2 separate regions of the Sus scrofa genome follow, and region 2 is linked to region 1. A link is a contact called in public Hi-C data. All regions are on one chromosome and are shown on one strand. The core of a region is the stretch at or near the end of the contact, and the rest is flanking DNA. Distances in the headings are between cores, read along the strand shown. Region 1 holds the start of LOC102165847 (zinc finger protein 664-like). Region 2 overlaps SULT2B1 (sulfotransferase family 2B member 1).

Region 1 (7,510 bases), core at 2,476-4,975:
CGAGGCAGCACAGCCTCGCTGACACCTTGATTTCCACCTTGTGAAACTGATTTTGAACTTCTGAACTACCAACTGTAAATGAAGAAATGGGTGTAGTTTTAAGTCACCCAGTCTGTGGTCCTTGGTTTCGGCAGCCATAGGAAACCAGGACTTGCCATTGGCAGCCCAGACTCCAAACACAGAGGGGACGCTGGTAATAAAAACCTTTTCTTTGGCATTTATTCAACACTTGCTGGATATTAGGCACCAGACCAAGTGCTCACAATAAACTGAAGCTCAGAGATGGTGAGTCACTGGCCTGAGGTCACAGAGCTTGGAAGCAGAAGAGGCAAGATTTGAATCTGGGAAGTCTGGCTCTAAAGCAGCCCTCACCAGTCCACGGTCCCCTGCGAATTCAGTGACAGGGTCAGAAATAACATTAGTTATTGGATCCTCAGGGGATGTGGGCACTGTTCTGAGCAATTCATGTGTATTAAGTCCCTGAACTGGAGTTCCCGTCGTGGCTCAGTGGTTAACGAATCTGACTAGGAACCATGAGGTTGCAGGTCCGATCCCTGGTCTTGCTCAGTGGGTTAAGGATCCGGCGTTTCTGTGAGCTGTGGTGTAGGTCGCGGACGCAGCTCAGATTCCGCGTTGCTGTGGCTCTGGCGTAGGCCAGCGGCTACAGCTCCGATTAGATCCCTAGCCTGGGGACCTCCATATGCCGCGGGTGTGGCCCTAAAAAGCAAAATAAACATTAAATAAGTAAATAAATAACTAAATAACTAATTCATTCTGGAACAACTCTGTTAACGCGGGTACTGATCTTTATTCGGAGTTCACCAACATTTAAGTGAATACACAGCAGTGTGTCCATGGGCCAAGTCACAAAGCCAGGAAGTGATAGATCTGGGACTCACACTCACTCACAGCTGCCTGAATCTCTGCTCCTACTGGGGTGAGGTGGGGATCAGGGAGCTCACCTCTTCTTCTGGGACCTCAGGCTCTTCAGGGTGTATCCTCAGCTGACCTGGATCGAACCCCAGACAGTCTGGGGGGTCTCCAGGACCCGCTTCTCCGTCTCCTGCCTTCATGAGGTGAGGTCTGTCCCTGACTCAGTCCTTGGGCTCCAGATGCCAAAGAGAGGGTGAGGTGAGGCTGCTGTCAGTCAGCTCCCGGTGGTGAGGAGGCAAAGGGGGCTGAAGAAGAGAGAAGGGGTCTGAGGCGACAGGGAGGGCTTTTTCCATGCTGCTGGTGTTGGGAGAGGGGTCTTATCTGCCCTAGAGGCCCAGGGAGGCCATCTCTCTCCAAGACTCTCCTGGGAAGGGGTGCGTGTGTGTGTGGGGGGGTGACAGTCGCACTATACTCTCCATCCCCACAGCCTTGAATCCAGGTCATGCGTGTCCTTGCCCAGCCTCCTCCCGGGCCTCCCTGCCTCCAGTCTCCCCTCTCCAGTCTGTTACCCACACGACCCCAAACAGGTCTTTCTACGGCCAGATGACCTTGTCCCTCGCCTGCTCACGATCCTCCCATGGCTCCCCAGCACCATGAGACAGCGTCAGGCCCCTCAGCCTAGCAGTCCAGGCTCCCTACATACTCTCCAGCATCATTTTTGATATATTTGCCCGCGGACCTTACATTCCGGCGCAGCCCCCTCTTCTGCAAATAGATCCTTAACTCTTCCACTGTGGGGCGTTTGCACCTGTTGTTCGCCCGGATCTCAGAGCCTCTGTCACAGTCCAGCTCCTGCTTCAAGGCACAATTCAAACCTGTTACCCGCGCACACACTCACCCGGACCCTCCCCATTCATACATGAAGAGGTTGCTCCTCAAGAACTGCCCAAATCTCCCCAGACTAACAATGGTCTCTCCCAACCAACTCCGTCCCCCTCAGTCGGACACGCAATGAACTCGCCCACCCCAACCTCCTACCTCCCCACCAATGAACCCGCCCATCCAGAGGCCCCGCCTTCTTTTCCCGATAAAGGTCTTCCAGGCCCCGCGCCCTTCCAACAAGGGTCTCCCGAAGGCCTCTCCGCTCCTCTTCCAACCGTGTGGGCCCCCTTTCGCCCTTCCCCCCATTTTCTCCTGACCTCCGTGTCAATGGTCTCGCTCGCCGAATGGTCCTTTCCGCCCCCAGGCCCACTGCCCCCCATCCCTCTTCTGGAAACTTGGTACGTCCTGGAGTGGTAGAAGAGAACGGGAATCGGGCGAGACCATTACCAGAGCGGGGGGTGGAAGGTGAGGTGAGCCATGAAGGGAGTCCTTTCAACTAGGGACTGACCAGACCTCTGGCTTCCCTGGTGCCTTTCAGATTCGACCTGTATCTCTCCAAACTCCGCTGCCTCACCTTTCGGTCCAGGTATTCTGCCGGTTCACGGGAGTCTCCATCCACGGTAGGATTCTGGGCCCAGTGCCTCTGGCTCTTCCGAATGCGCATGCGTAATGCCTGTCTGGTACCGTGGCTGGTTTTTATCAGGTTGACCCGGCGAGTTTTCCCTCCCTATGGAAATTTGGAGCATCACCAAATTCACCTCAAACGCCAACCCACAGCGTCCGCCTCTCAAAAAGAAATGGAAAGGGCTGATATATAATGACAAGCAATTACCGATATGCTTAGCATGTGCTAGATAGTATAAGCATGTGATTTTTAGTTCTTAAAACGGTCTGAGTTACTATTATCCCTATTTTCCACATGGAGAAAGCGAGGCTCAATGAGAAAGAGCCTCAAGTGCATGACCACGTATTGGGAGCCTGCTGTGTATGACTCCATCCCGGCGCTCTTTCTGCTAAAACGAAAGCTCTTGAAAGTGCAGGGGTGGACGGTTCCCGTGGTGGCACAGCGGGTTAAGGATCTGGCTTGGGTCCTTGCTGTGGCGTGGGTTAGATCCCTGGCCCTGGAACTTCGCATACCCCGGGCTTGGCAAAAAATAAAAAAGTGTGGGGGTGGAGGTTGAGGGAGGACCTACCCTCTTCTCTGCTGTGTGCCCTCGGATAAGTCACTGAACCCCTCTGATTTAATTTTCCCAGCTGGAAAAAACGGACACAATCCTTATCTCCTGGGGTGTATAGGGGTGATCCTATAGGTGACCCACCCAGCAGACCCACCTAGCACAGTGTAGTTCAGGGATAGTTAAATATCAGCATGGAGGCAGGCATGGGATTTTGATGGGTAAAGAAAGCCAGATGGAAAGCTATAAAGAGAGTTCTGGACCAAATGCGTAGAGATTTACTGCTACCCATCACCGGCCAGTTGTTGCTACAAAGAACACAGTGTTGCCAGAGAGTCTGAGATGGCCTGGCTTCAGCAGAGTGGATTTCAAACCATTTTGCAACTCCAGGCTTCTTTCCAGGTGCAGTGAGTCCAAGTGGGAACAGACTGGGACGAAAAAGCAGGACCCTGTGTATCCCAGCTCTGGCTTTAACATCAGTAATAACTTTGATGATGACAGGCCGTCTTCGGAAAACATCCCATGTGTTATCGCAGTCAATCCTCAAACTTATGTGATAGATATTCCCATTTTACAGATAAGAAAACTGAGGCACTGGGAGTTTAATAATGCAGCAAATAACAGTGAATCTGCTAAAACATCCCAAGTCCTCCTCTACCAGACCCTCATTTGTTTTCTAATGTAACCCTTGTGCTCCATCCTTTCTTTAATTTTTAATTTTATTTTTTAAATTTATTTTTTAAAAATTTTATTATTGTTGATTTACAATGTTCTGTCAATTTCTGCTGTACAGCAAAGTGATGTGGCTACACATATACATACATTCGTTTTCTCACATTCTCCTCCATCATGTTCCATCACAAGTGACTGGATACAGTTTTCCCAGGGCGATGCAGCGGGATCTCATTGCCTCTCCACTCCAAATGCAATAGCTTGCATCTACCAACCCCAAACTCCCAGTCCATCCCCCCTCTCCTCTCCCCCTCCCCCTTGGCAACCACAAGTCTACTACCTATGTCCATGGCTTTGTGTGTGTGTGTGTGTGTGTGTGTGTGTACATAGGTTCATTTGTGCCATAGATTCCAGATACCCATCTTCTTTTATCACCTCAATTCCTGATATCAGTTCCTCTCCTATCCCCCTCAACTTCCCTGTGACTCTGTTTATCTAAAACTCCCAATCTCCCATGTCATATCTCTGCTCTCAAATTCTGAATCTCTTCCATTCATTTCATCAACAGTTTATGGAATATCCCCTCTGTGCCGGGTGCTCTTCTGGGCTCTGGAATTTTTCGTGGTAAGCAGCACAAGGCCGCCCCCTAGTGGGGACGATGGACAATTTTAAAGATAAATGATGAACAAGTAATTTAGATCCGGTTTTTGAAAGAAAGAATAAGGGGGGATGGGATAGCGACTGGTGGTGGGAAGGGGATAGTGGTTACTTTAAATAGGGATGTCAAGGGCATCTATTCCTGGGAGGTGACATTTAAGTCTGAAACACAAACAGTTGGATGGGCATTCCAGGCAGAGGGAATAGCAGGGGCAAAAACTAGATCAAACTGGTCCTATGTGCGGGGGGTGGGGGTGGGGGATGGGGCGGAACGGGGAGAAGCCTGCTGTGGGTGAAACAGGAGGGCAAGTGATAAGAGATATGGCCGGGGAGTTCCCGTCGTGGCGTACTGGTTAACGAATCCGACTAGGAACCATGAGGTTGCGGGTTCGGTCCCTGCCCTTGCTCAGTGGGTTAAAAATCCGGCGTTGCCGTGAGCTGTGGTGTAGGTTGCAGACGCGGCTCGGATCCCGCGTTGCTGTGGCTCTGGTGTAGGCCGGTGGCTACAGCTCCGATTCAACCCCTAGCCAGGGAACCTCCATATGCCGTGGGAGCGGCCCAAGAAATAGCAACAACAACAAAAGAGACAAAAAGACCAAAAAAAAAAAAAAAAAAAGAGAGATATGGCCGGACAGTTAGGAAACGGGAAACTCCATATTTGCTGTAACATCCCAGTTCATCCTGTATATTAGTGCTGGCCAACAAACATTTCCCAGATTATGGAAATAGTCTAGATCTCCACTGTCCAATACAGCAGAGCCACTGAGGATTTGAAATGGGGTGTGACTGAGGAACTGAATTTTTCATTATATTCCATTTAATTACTTTAGCCACATATGACAACCTCCTACTGATTTGGATAACTTCCCACTACACCTCAAAAGATCCAGCTCTTGGAGTTCCCGTCGTGGCGTAGTGGTTAACGAATCTGAGTAGGAACCATGAGGTTGCGGGTTCGGTCCCTGCCCTTGCTCAGTGGGTTAACGATCCGGCGTTGCCGTGAGCTGTGGTGTAGGTTGCAGACGCGGCTCAGATCCCGCGTTGCTGTGGCTCTGGCGTAGGCCGGTGGCTACAGCTCCGATTCAACCCCTAGCCAGGGAACCTCCATATGCCGCGGGAGCGGCCCAAGAAATAGCAACAACAACAACAACAACAAAAAGACAAAAAAGACAAAAAAAAAAAAAAAAAAAAAAGATCCAGCTCTTCCTTAAAACTCCCACTCTCCCCAAACACCCCAATGCTCCCTACAAGCCTCCACTCGCCCCTATAAGAATCCTCTACCTACTACACAATGCACAAACAACCCAATTCTCTTTCTTTGTACATATGAATTCACCCAAACACTCCCACTCCCTCAGAACACCCAATGCCTAGAATCTCCCCAACTCTCCCTATTTCACCCTGATTCTTCTATCACACTCTCCATTCCTCCAAGAGCACCTCAGTGCCTCGGCTGTTACTCTGTTTCCTCCCGCGGTATCCCTTAAACATCTCACCCCGCCCCCTTCCGTTGCAGAGTTACCATGGCAACGCCCATCTAGGATTTCTCTCCAACCCTCCTGCAGCTATTCCGCGCACCTAGCGGGGCCCAGCACCATAGAAACTGGAGTGGTCCCCTCCTCCCCCCTCACGCGAGATGGCTGTTCTGGGACCTAGACCCTTCAGATCCGAGAGAGCCGGGAGAGATGAGGGGCCCCCACAGTGCTCAGCGAGCAAAGGGTCCTCCCCATTTTTCAGCCCGGATCCAACTGAGCACCCTGCAGCAGGCAGACGCTCAGATGGAAACGCCAGGCAGCGGATTCTACTGCGCAGGTGCTCACAGTTAGCGGACCTCGCAGGAGGCGCTCAGACTGCTGGGAGTTGTAGTTTCCTGGCTGAGACACATGTGGCCAATGGGTGGGCCGGATAGAAACCAGGTTACTGAAGCTGAGAATCGCTGGGCAGGCTCGACTGTCACTGTAGCAACGTGGAAACCTGATGAACCTTACTAGCCTGTTTGCCATGTTTATTCATCTTTCTTGCTCAGTACTTATTTTGCACCAGATGCTCTTCTAGGCACTGGAATTACAGTGGGAAACAAAATAGAGCTTAAAATTTGCTGTTATGAGACTGCATTATAACAATGATGATCGCAGATCACTAGAGAAAACGGTGTAATAGGTAATTGAGATGCTTTAGGAGAGGTAGAGATGCAGATAATGTGAGAGCACTGGTACGCACACGAATTCCTCTATCCTCACAGAACCCTATGAGGTGCTATTACTATCCCCAAACTGACAAACATAGATTAAGCAACAAAAGGACATAAAAGTAGTGGAGCTGGGATGTGAAACAAGACCACTTGGCTTCATTCTCTGTGAGTTTAACTGCAATGCTCAACTGGTAGAGATTTGTGGCATAATTTCAAGCAGTGATAAGTGTCATGAAGAATAAAGCAGAGAGGGAGTTCTGGCTGGGACACAGCGGGTTAAGGATCCCATGTTGCCACAGCTATGGCATAGGTCTCAGCTGGGGTTAGAATTCCATCTCTGGCCCAGGAACCTCCATATGCCAGTGGGTGTGTGTGTGGGGGGGGGGAGAATAAAGCAGAGAAAGGGGATAGGATGACTCTTTATTTATTTATGTCTTTTTTTTTTTTTTTTGTCTTTTTAAGGCTGCATCTGCGGGCATATGGAGGTTCCCAGGCTAGGGGTCGAATCAGGTCTGCAGCTGCTGGCCTGCATCACAGCCACAGAAACACCAGACCCAAGCCCCATCTTTGACTTACACCACAGCTCACGGCAACGCCATATCCTTAACCCGATGAGCGAGGCCAGGGATCGAACCCGAGTACTCATGGATGTTATTCAGATTCATTTCTGCTGAGCCACGATGGGAACTCTGGGATGACTCTTTAAACGGACGGTTCAAGAATGGCTTTTAGGAGGTGACATTGTGGGGCACAGTCCAAGGGTCACTGATCTTTGGGAACACGAGGTTCCCTCTGCCAAGACTGCCTCCTCATTCTTTCTCTGTCAAACGCATCCTTCAGGATGTGGTTTTGTGAAGAAGCTTCTGCTCTGTCCTGTTTTGCTGACCATAAATCTCTTCCTCCTCTGAATTCACCTCTGAAACATTTGTCACAATAAAGCTGTCAGGGGTAATTTTACGTATGTATGTATGTATGTATTTTTTGCTTTTTTGGGGGGCAGAGGGTAAGTTCCCAGGCTAGGGGTTGAATCAGAGCTGCACCTGCTGGCCTACACCACAGC
Region 2 (7,510 bases), core at 1,632-4,131, 260 kb before region 1:
ATACAGTTCTCCCCAGGTGTGTTCATTCTGGGCCAGGGTTATGGGGGCTCGGGGGCTCGGGGGTGGTCGGATAGACAGATTTGATCTCAGTCAACTCACATAACCACTCTTTGTGTCCACCTCCCTTCCCTTGGTCACAGGAATATTTAACGCCTAAGGGTATATTATTATTATTATTATTATTTTCTTTTTAGGGCTGCACCTACGGCATATAGAAGTTCCTGGGCTAGGGTTCGAATCAGAGCTGCAGCTGCCAGCCTACACCACCACCACAGCCACGCTGGATCCTTAACCCACTGAGCAAGGCCAGGGATTGAACCCGCATCCTCGTGGACACTATGTCAAGTTCTTAACCCACTGAGCCACAACGGGAGCTCCTATTCATAGACCTCAATGAAACATCTTAATATACGCACAGATTTTAAAGCAAAGTTTCTCCCCCTCCTGGGGCTCCACCCGAGAGAAACAAAAACTCGTATTCTCACCAACATCTATATAGCTGCCCTGTTTAGAATTCTGAAAACTGAGAACGACCCAAATATTCGTCAACAGGTGAGTGGATAAACGGAAGTACAGGTATACCACACAATTACTACTCAGCAAAGACAAGAAACTCTTTTTTTTTTTTTTTTTTTTTTTGGCTGCCCTCACAGCGTGCAGAAGTTCCCCGGGCCAGGGATCGAACCTGCACCACAGCAGTGACCTGAGCCACAGTAGTGACAGTGCTGGATCCTTAACTGCTAGGCCCCTGGGGAACTCCTAAAAACAAAACTCTGATACCCACAACCATATGAATGAGTCTCAAAGGCATTGTGGAGGAAGGAAGCCGATTCAGGAGGTCACAACCTGCCTATTTCCATTTATGGGACTACAGTGGCCAGAATGATGGCCTCCAGACATCCGTGGCCCCATCTCCAGAAACTGCGAATACGTTCCATTGCACCATAAAAGGGATTTTGCAGCTGCGGTTATGTTAGGGGTTTTGAACTTGGGAGAGAGGCCGGTGAGTCCTGAATGTAACCACAGGGTCCTTATAAGAGGGAGGCAAGAGGGTCAGAATCAGAGCAAGAAGATGTAAAGACAAGCAGAGGTTAGAGAGAAGGGAGTTTGCGAGATCCTATACAGCTGGCCCTTTTTTCTTTTTCTTTTTGGCCGCTCCTGCAGCCTAGGGAAGTTCCTGGGCCAGAGATTGAACCCAAGCCCCAGCAGTGACAACACTGGATCCTTAACCTGCTGCACCACCAGGGAATTCCATGCAGCTGGCTTTGAAAATGGAGGAAGGGGCCACAAGCCAAGGGATGCGGGTGACCTCCAGGAGCTGGAAAAGGCACAGAAGGACCCTGGAGGAACGCCAATCTGCTGATGCTTCGATGTGAGCCCAGCCATGCTGGAGTTGGCCTTCTGACCTACAGAAATGCAGGTGCGTACGTCTGTATGGCTTTAAGCCACTCCATTGGTGGTCATTTGCTGCAGCAGCAATAGGAAAGGCATAGATCACTTTTGAAAATACAGGGGAGTTCCTCGGTGGCCTAGTGGTTAAAGATTTTGGCGTTGTCACTGCTGTGGCATGGGTTCAATCCCTGGCCTGTGAACTTCCAAATGCTGCAGATGCAGCCAATGAAACACCACACACACCCACACACATCCACACACACCCGCAGAAGTATAAGAACAGGAAATAAATCAGTAGCGGGGCGGGGGGGGGGGAAATGGGGCTGCGGGTGGGGGTGGGGCAGCTAGGACTGGGATAGGGTGGACCCTTCAAGGGTTGATGGTGCAGTTTTGTATCCTGACTGTGGTGATGGTTACACAAATCTATACATGTGTTAAAATTCATAAAGTGATACACTCGCTCACACACAAATCAATTTCACTGATTGATTTTTTTTAAAAAACCTCCTTCCTATAAATACTTAATGCCCATTAGCCATTAGTATAATAAGACATCCCGCCGGCCAGCATCCCTCTTGGCTACCCAGGTTGTGCAGAGAAGCAACTCCTGCCTACATTCCAGGCCTGGCTTGGATGTGCTGTGTGACCTGAGATCACTCTCAAGCCCTCTCTGGTCTCATTTGAAGAATGAGCAGTGATGGGGGACATCCAGTCTGATGTCCAAAGAGAGCTCCCCATCTCGGACCTTTAGGCCATTTAGCCTGAGGGGAGGCAAATTCATTAATTCAGCCCAGAGATTTTTTTGGGGGTGGGGGGCGCCCCATGACATATGGATCTTAAACCTCTGGCCAGGGATTAAGATTCAAGAGGTAGTTGCCTCCTAAGCTACACCTGAGGCAATGCAGGATCCTAACCCACTGTGCTGGGCAGAGGATCCGGCCTGCATCCTGGTGCTGCAGAGACACTGGCCATTCCATGGCGCCACAGCGGGCACTCCTCAGCCCCCACATTTTCACTAAATGCCTACTATGTGCCAGGAGCGGAGGGATACAAAAGCCAAAAAACAAACAAAAAACAAAACAAAGCCAAAAAACGCCCCCAAAACAAAACCAAACCTAATGCGGTTTACATTTAAATGAACAATAACGTTAAAGCAGGATGTTTTACAAGTAGCGCCTCGGAAGGGGGTGGGAAAACCTGAAGCGGTGCGGGATGGGGTGCGTCTGGGGTCAGGAGGGTTTGCAGTTTGAGACGGATGGAGTCAGGCGAGGGCTCGCTGAGATCGGTGGAGGTCGAGCCGACCTGAAGGAGCGGAGGGACCAGTGTTGTGTGGGGACCAGAGGGGACCATGAGTGCAAAAGAAGGGAGAGGCCACGGGGGTTCAGGGCTCTGGTGGGACGGGAACCGCCGCCCCCCCCCACCTTGTGAGCGGCCCCGCCCTCCAGGAATGCGATTCAGTTTCAGGAGGACTTTGCTGACTCACAGCGGGCGCCTGTGGTCCACTTGACTTTCTCCGCAGGCAGCGCAGCGCCAAGGCTCCTGGAGCCCGGGCTGGGTTCAGTGCGCCTCGTTGCCAGAACGCCCGGCGTCAGCTGCTCTGCTTTCGCCCGGGCTGGTCTCCCTTGCAGGAGTGCCTTGCCTCGCCTCCCGAAATTGTGCTTGGAGCCCATCTGGGCAAGCGTCCCCACCTCCGGCCACCTCCACCTCAGCGGAATGACTCATGCCTTGGCCGCAGCGCGGAGAATCAGGTTCTTTCGCCCTCCTACTCCTGGCTGCGGTGGCAGGCGGCCCAGGGGGTGGGGTGGGGAATGATTAGAGGAACCTCTCTGCGAGGTCACTTGGCAGCTTGTAAATTATACAGGCCACCTCCCCCAAAGCAGAGGGTGCGCGCGTCCAGGGTGCATTTTTACCTATCGCAGCATCCATCCTGTTTATTTCTTTCACTAGTCCTCTTAATACTTAGCAACTATTTTCTTTGTCTAGTGACTTCTTTCAATCCATCTTCCCCACTAGTAATGCGGTTACAAGGGAGCCGAAATTCTGCGTCTCGCGTCTCCCGCCTCCAAGAACCAGCATCAGACAGGCAACAGTCCATTACATCTATTAGATGCACCAATGAACTTGACCCCCAGGCATTTCCTGGGTGGGTGCCCTTGAGGAAGTGCCCAGGATATAGGTACCGCGAGGCTACTTGCAGCATCGTTTATAAGATGAACCTGAACAACAGAGAACTGGTTAGATACATCAGAACTGGATGAACTGGATCACAGCTGGAAAACACTGAAATCCAGCCATTCAAAAGGAGGCGTTTCTGTGGATTTGGGTTACGCATATATGTCTCAAACTGGCGCATTTCACATGCGTGCAATGTACCGCACAGAAACAGCTTCCATCTGGAAAAAGCCATAAGCCAATATCGAAGTCTGTGTATACGCAGCCTGGCAAGTTTAAGGTGAATGTTCTGATGTCTGTGGCTTACTGCTTTGAAACTCACCACAAATAAGAAGGATGGCTGGATGGAGAGAAGGACGCACAGACATAGGATAAAGCAAGTATAATAAAATGTTAGGGATAGCAGGTATAGAGAGCAGTTCATTAAATCATTCCACCAACTTTTTTTTTTTTTTTTTTTTTTGCTTTTTAGGGCCTCACCCACGGCATAGGAAGTTCCTAGGCTAGAGGCAGAATCAGAGCTGTAGCTGCCAGTCTAGCCACAGCCACAGCAATGCCAGATCCGAGCTGCGTCTACGACCTACACCACAGCTCATGGCAACATCGGGTCCTTAACCCACTGAGCGAGGCCAGGGATTGAACCCACATCCTCATGGATCCTAGTCAGGTTCGTTAACCACTGAGCCACGAAGAGAATTCCCATCCACCAACATTTTTATAAGTTTTGAAAATCTCATAATAAAATGTTAGAGGAGTGAAGAAGTGGCATTTATTTGGGAAGATGACTGAGATATTACAAAAAGTGTAATGTTTGACAAGAGACAGATATAAAGTAGTATCTTAATTATGTTTAAAAAATAAGTAGGGGCATTCCCGTTGCGGCTCAGCACTAATGAACGTGACTAGGATCCATGAGGTTTCGGGTTTGATCCCTGGCCTGGCTCTGTGGGTTAAGGATCCAGTATTGCCGTGAGCTGTGGTGTAGATGACAGGCGAAGCTTGGATCCTGCATTGCTGTGGCTGTGGTGTAGGCCGGCAGCTGTAGCTCTGATTTGACCTCTAGCCTGGGAACTTCCATATGCCTCAGGTGCAGCCCTAAAAAACAAACAAAATAAATAAATAAAAACAAGTAGGGAGTTCCCATTGTGGCTCGGAGGTAATGAACCTGACTAGTATCCATGAGGATGCAGGTTTGATCCCTGGCCTCACTCAATGGGTTAAGGATCCAGCATGGCGGTGAGCTGTGGTGTGGGTTATAGACATGGCTTAGATCCTGTGTTGCTGTAGCTGGGGTGTAGGCAGGCAGCTGTAGCTCCAATTTGCCACCTAGCCTGGGAACCTCCATATGCTGCAGGTGGGGCCCTAAAAAGACCCCACCTCCAAAAAAACAGAGTAAATAAAGACAAGATATGCACATCAAGGGACATTTTCTGGGAGTTCCCTGGTGGCTCAGTGTGTTAAGGATCCAGCATTGTTACCACTGAGGCTCTGATTACTGCTGTGGTGAGGGTTCCATCCCTGGCCCAGAAACTTCCACTTGCCACAGGCACAGCCAAAAAACTTAAAAAAGAGAAATTTTCTGGCAGGGAAGCATCAGAAATGGTTACTCAAGGAATGGATCTGGGGTGGTTGTGGGAACCAGAATTTTCCATTTCAGGCTTTTCTGCACCTCTTGAATTCTCAATTGTGAACACAGAGTAAAGGCAGTGACTGCCACGTCCTTGCCCTCTGCCCCCTTGGCTGGCAGTACCAGAGAGATGTCTCCAGGGACTGGGGGAGTGGAGGGTGGAAGATGGCAGAGGCTGGGCCTCTAGGTGTCACGTGACCAGGAGGACCCACCCCCCTCCCCGGCCGCCACCTGGGGCTGGAATGTGAGTCTGAAATGACTTTCTACCACCTTAATTTAGCTCCAGAAGTGTGGGGATGTTTGTTACATCGGCTAGAACTGCCTTGAGACGACACATGCATATTCTCTTTTTAGAGAATCTAATTAGGAAAATAACAAATCCTGTATCTATTGATCTTTTTTTTTTCTCTTTCTCACTTTTTAGGGCTGTACCCGCGGTTTATGGAAGTTACCCGGCTGGGGGTTGAATCCAAGCTGCAGCTGCTAGCCTACACCATAGCCACAGCAACACCCGATCTGAGCTGCATCTGTAGCCTACACCACAGCTCCTGGTAATGCTGGATCCTTGACCCACTGAGTAAGTCCAGGGATTGAACCCCAATCCTCTTGGATACGATTAGGATTCCTTTCCACTGTATCACAGCAGGGACTCCCATCTGGGTTTGTTAATAAGTTAATGGTTCCCCTCCCCCACCCCAAGCTCCCGCTGTGTCTCAACAGGATTGGCTGTGTCTTGGGACCGCTGGGACACAGGCTGCATCCTGGGCCCAGTACAGTGGGTTGGGCATCCAGCACAGTCACAGCTGTGGCTAAGGTTGCGACTTCAGCTCTGATCTGGCCCAGGAGCTCCATATGCCTTGGGGTGGCCAAGAATAAAAAAAAAAAACTTAATGGTCCCCCAGCACTGCTATGCCAGCCTTTGGGGATCCCCATACAACGAGTTTGGCTCATAACTTAACTGCACTTATGGAAGTACATGAGAGCATAGCCATAGCGAGAACACTCAGATTCCTTCTCTGCTCCTCCAAGTTCTTCTAAACAATACTAATACCAGACCTTACAATTTACTCTGCATCTTGCTTTTCTTTAGTTACTCTATTATGACAGTCTTTTCAAATCTGCAGTCATCATTTTTTTAAAAAATAGTTCCAAGAGCATTATTTACAATTGCCAAAGTACGGAAACAACCTATGTGTCCATCAACAGATGAATGGGTAAAGAAGCGGTGGTACATATATATGCAATGGAATATTATGCAGTCAGAAAAAAGAATGAACTGTTGCCATTTGCAGCAACATGGATGGACCTAGAAGGTATTGTGCTAAGTGATATGAGTCAGAGAGGGAAAGACAAATACAGAGAAAGACAAATGGTATCACTTATATGTGGAATCTATAAACTACAGGAGTTCCTGCTGTAGGTGCAGTGGGTTGAGAATCCAACTGCCAATATAAATCATTAATAATAACAATAAAAAGAAACCACCTGCAGTGGCTCAGGTCACTGCAGAGGTGAGGATTTATTCCCCAGCCTGGCACAGTGGATCAAATGATCTAGTGTTTCTGCAGCTTGGGCATAGGTCACGGCTGCAGCTTGGATTCAATCCCTGGTCCAGGAACTTCCATATGAGACAAGTTCAGCCATTAAGAAAGAAGAAAAAAAAACCCAAAAAACTACAATAAACTAGTGAATAAAACAAAAAAAAAAAGAAGTGGACTCACAGATACAGAGAACAAACCAGCAGTTACCAGGGAGGAGAAGGAAGTGGGGAGGGCAACACAGGAGGAGGGGGTTAAAAAAGGGTTATTATGAGATTATACGAAATCATGTATATGAAACTTTTTTTTTTTTGTCTTTTTAGGGCCGCACCTGCAGCATATGGAGGTTCCCAGGCTAGAGGTCCAATCAGAGCTATAGCTGCTGGCCTACACCAAAGCCACACCAGATCCGAGCCGCATCTGTGACCTACACCACAGCTCACGGCAACGCCGGATCCTTAATCCACTGAGCGAAGCCAGAGATCGAACGTGCATCCCCATGATACTAGTCATATTTGTTTCTGCTGAGCCATGCTGGGAACTCCGAAACTTTTGAAAATTGTAAAGCACTACATAATTTAAGGAATCATTCGTTTAATGAAAAATAAATTAGAAAAATAATAAAATTCTATTCAACTTTGGGAAAAAATAGCTGAAAGATATATCTAATCTTTAAATCATTAAAAAATAGCTAATCTTTTAAAAATTATTTTCCTGTTGAGGAAAATTCCTAATGTTTTTTTTTCACATTTTCGATTATTTTAACAACAGATGGAAATTA

What was found. Hi-C and Micro-C count contacts between places; a contact is called where the count stands out from the background.
Region 2: a contact with region 1 is called in a Hi-C map of embryonic fibroblasts, with 1.8 times the contacts expected there. The contact joins the enhancer-like site here to the promoter of LOC102165847 in region 1. A contact is called at or near these places in 1 of 5 promoter capture datasets (liver) and 8 of 47 Hi-C or Micro-C datasets (alveolar macrophages, embryonic fibroblasts, fetal skeletal muscle and 5 more).

Annotation. Positions count from the first base shown.
Region 1 is chr6:53,680,990-53,688,499 of Sscrofa11.1, reverse strand. It overlaps LOC102165847 (zinc finger protein 664-like), which reads right to left and starts at 3,725. Exons shown (of 5, transcript XM_005664651.3): 1 at 2,330-3,725; 2 at 1,618-1,725; 3 at 963-1,178. The coding sequence starts at 1,073. It overlaps LOC110261015 (a long non-coding RNA gene), which reads left to right and starts at 2,022. Exons shown (of 3, transcript XR_002344717.1): 1 at 2,022-2,153; 2 at 2,294-2,375; 3 at 4,171-4,499.
Region 2 is chr6:53,937,827-53,945,336 of Sscrofa11.1, reverse strand. All of the region lies in intron 1 of SULT2B1 (sulfotransferase family 2B member 1), which reads right to left. Among named protein-coding and RNA genes, the nearest start is that of SULT2B1, 13 kb to the right of the region's middle. Within about 2 kb of position 2,881, at least 14 of the 83 cell types and tissues checked have an H3K27ac peak or open chromatin away from gene starts, as enhancers often do. A contact at or near this core is called in embryonic fibroblasts and skeletal muscle, where this site is marked.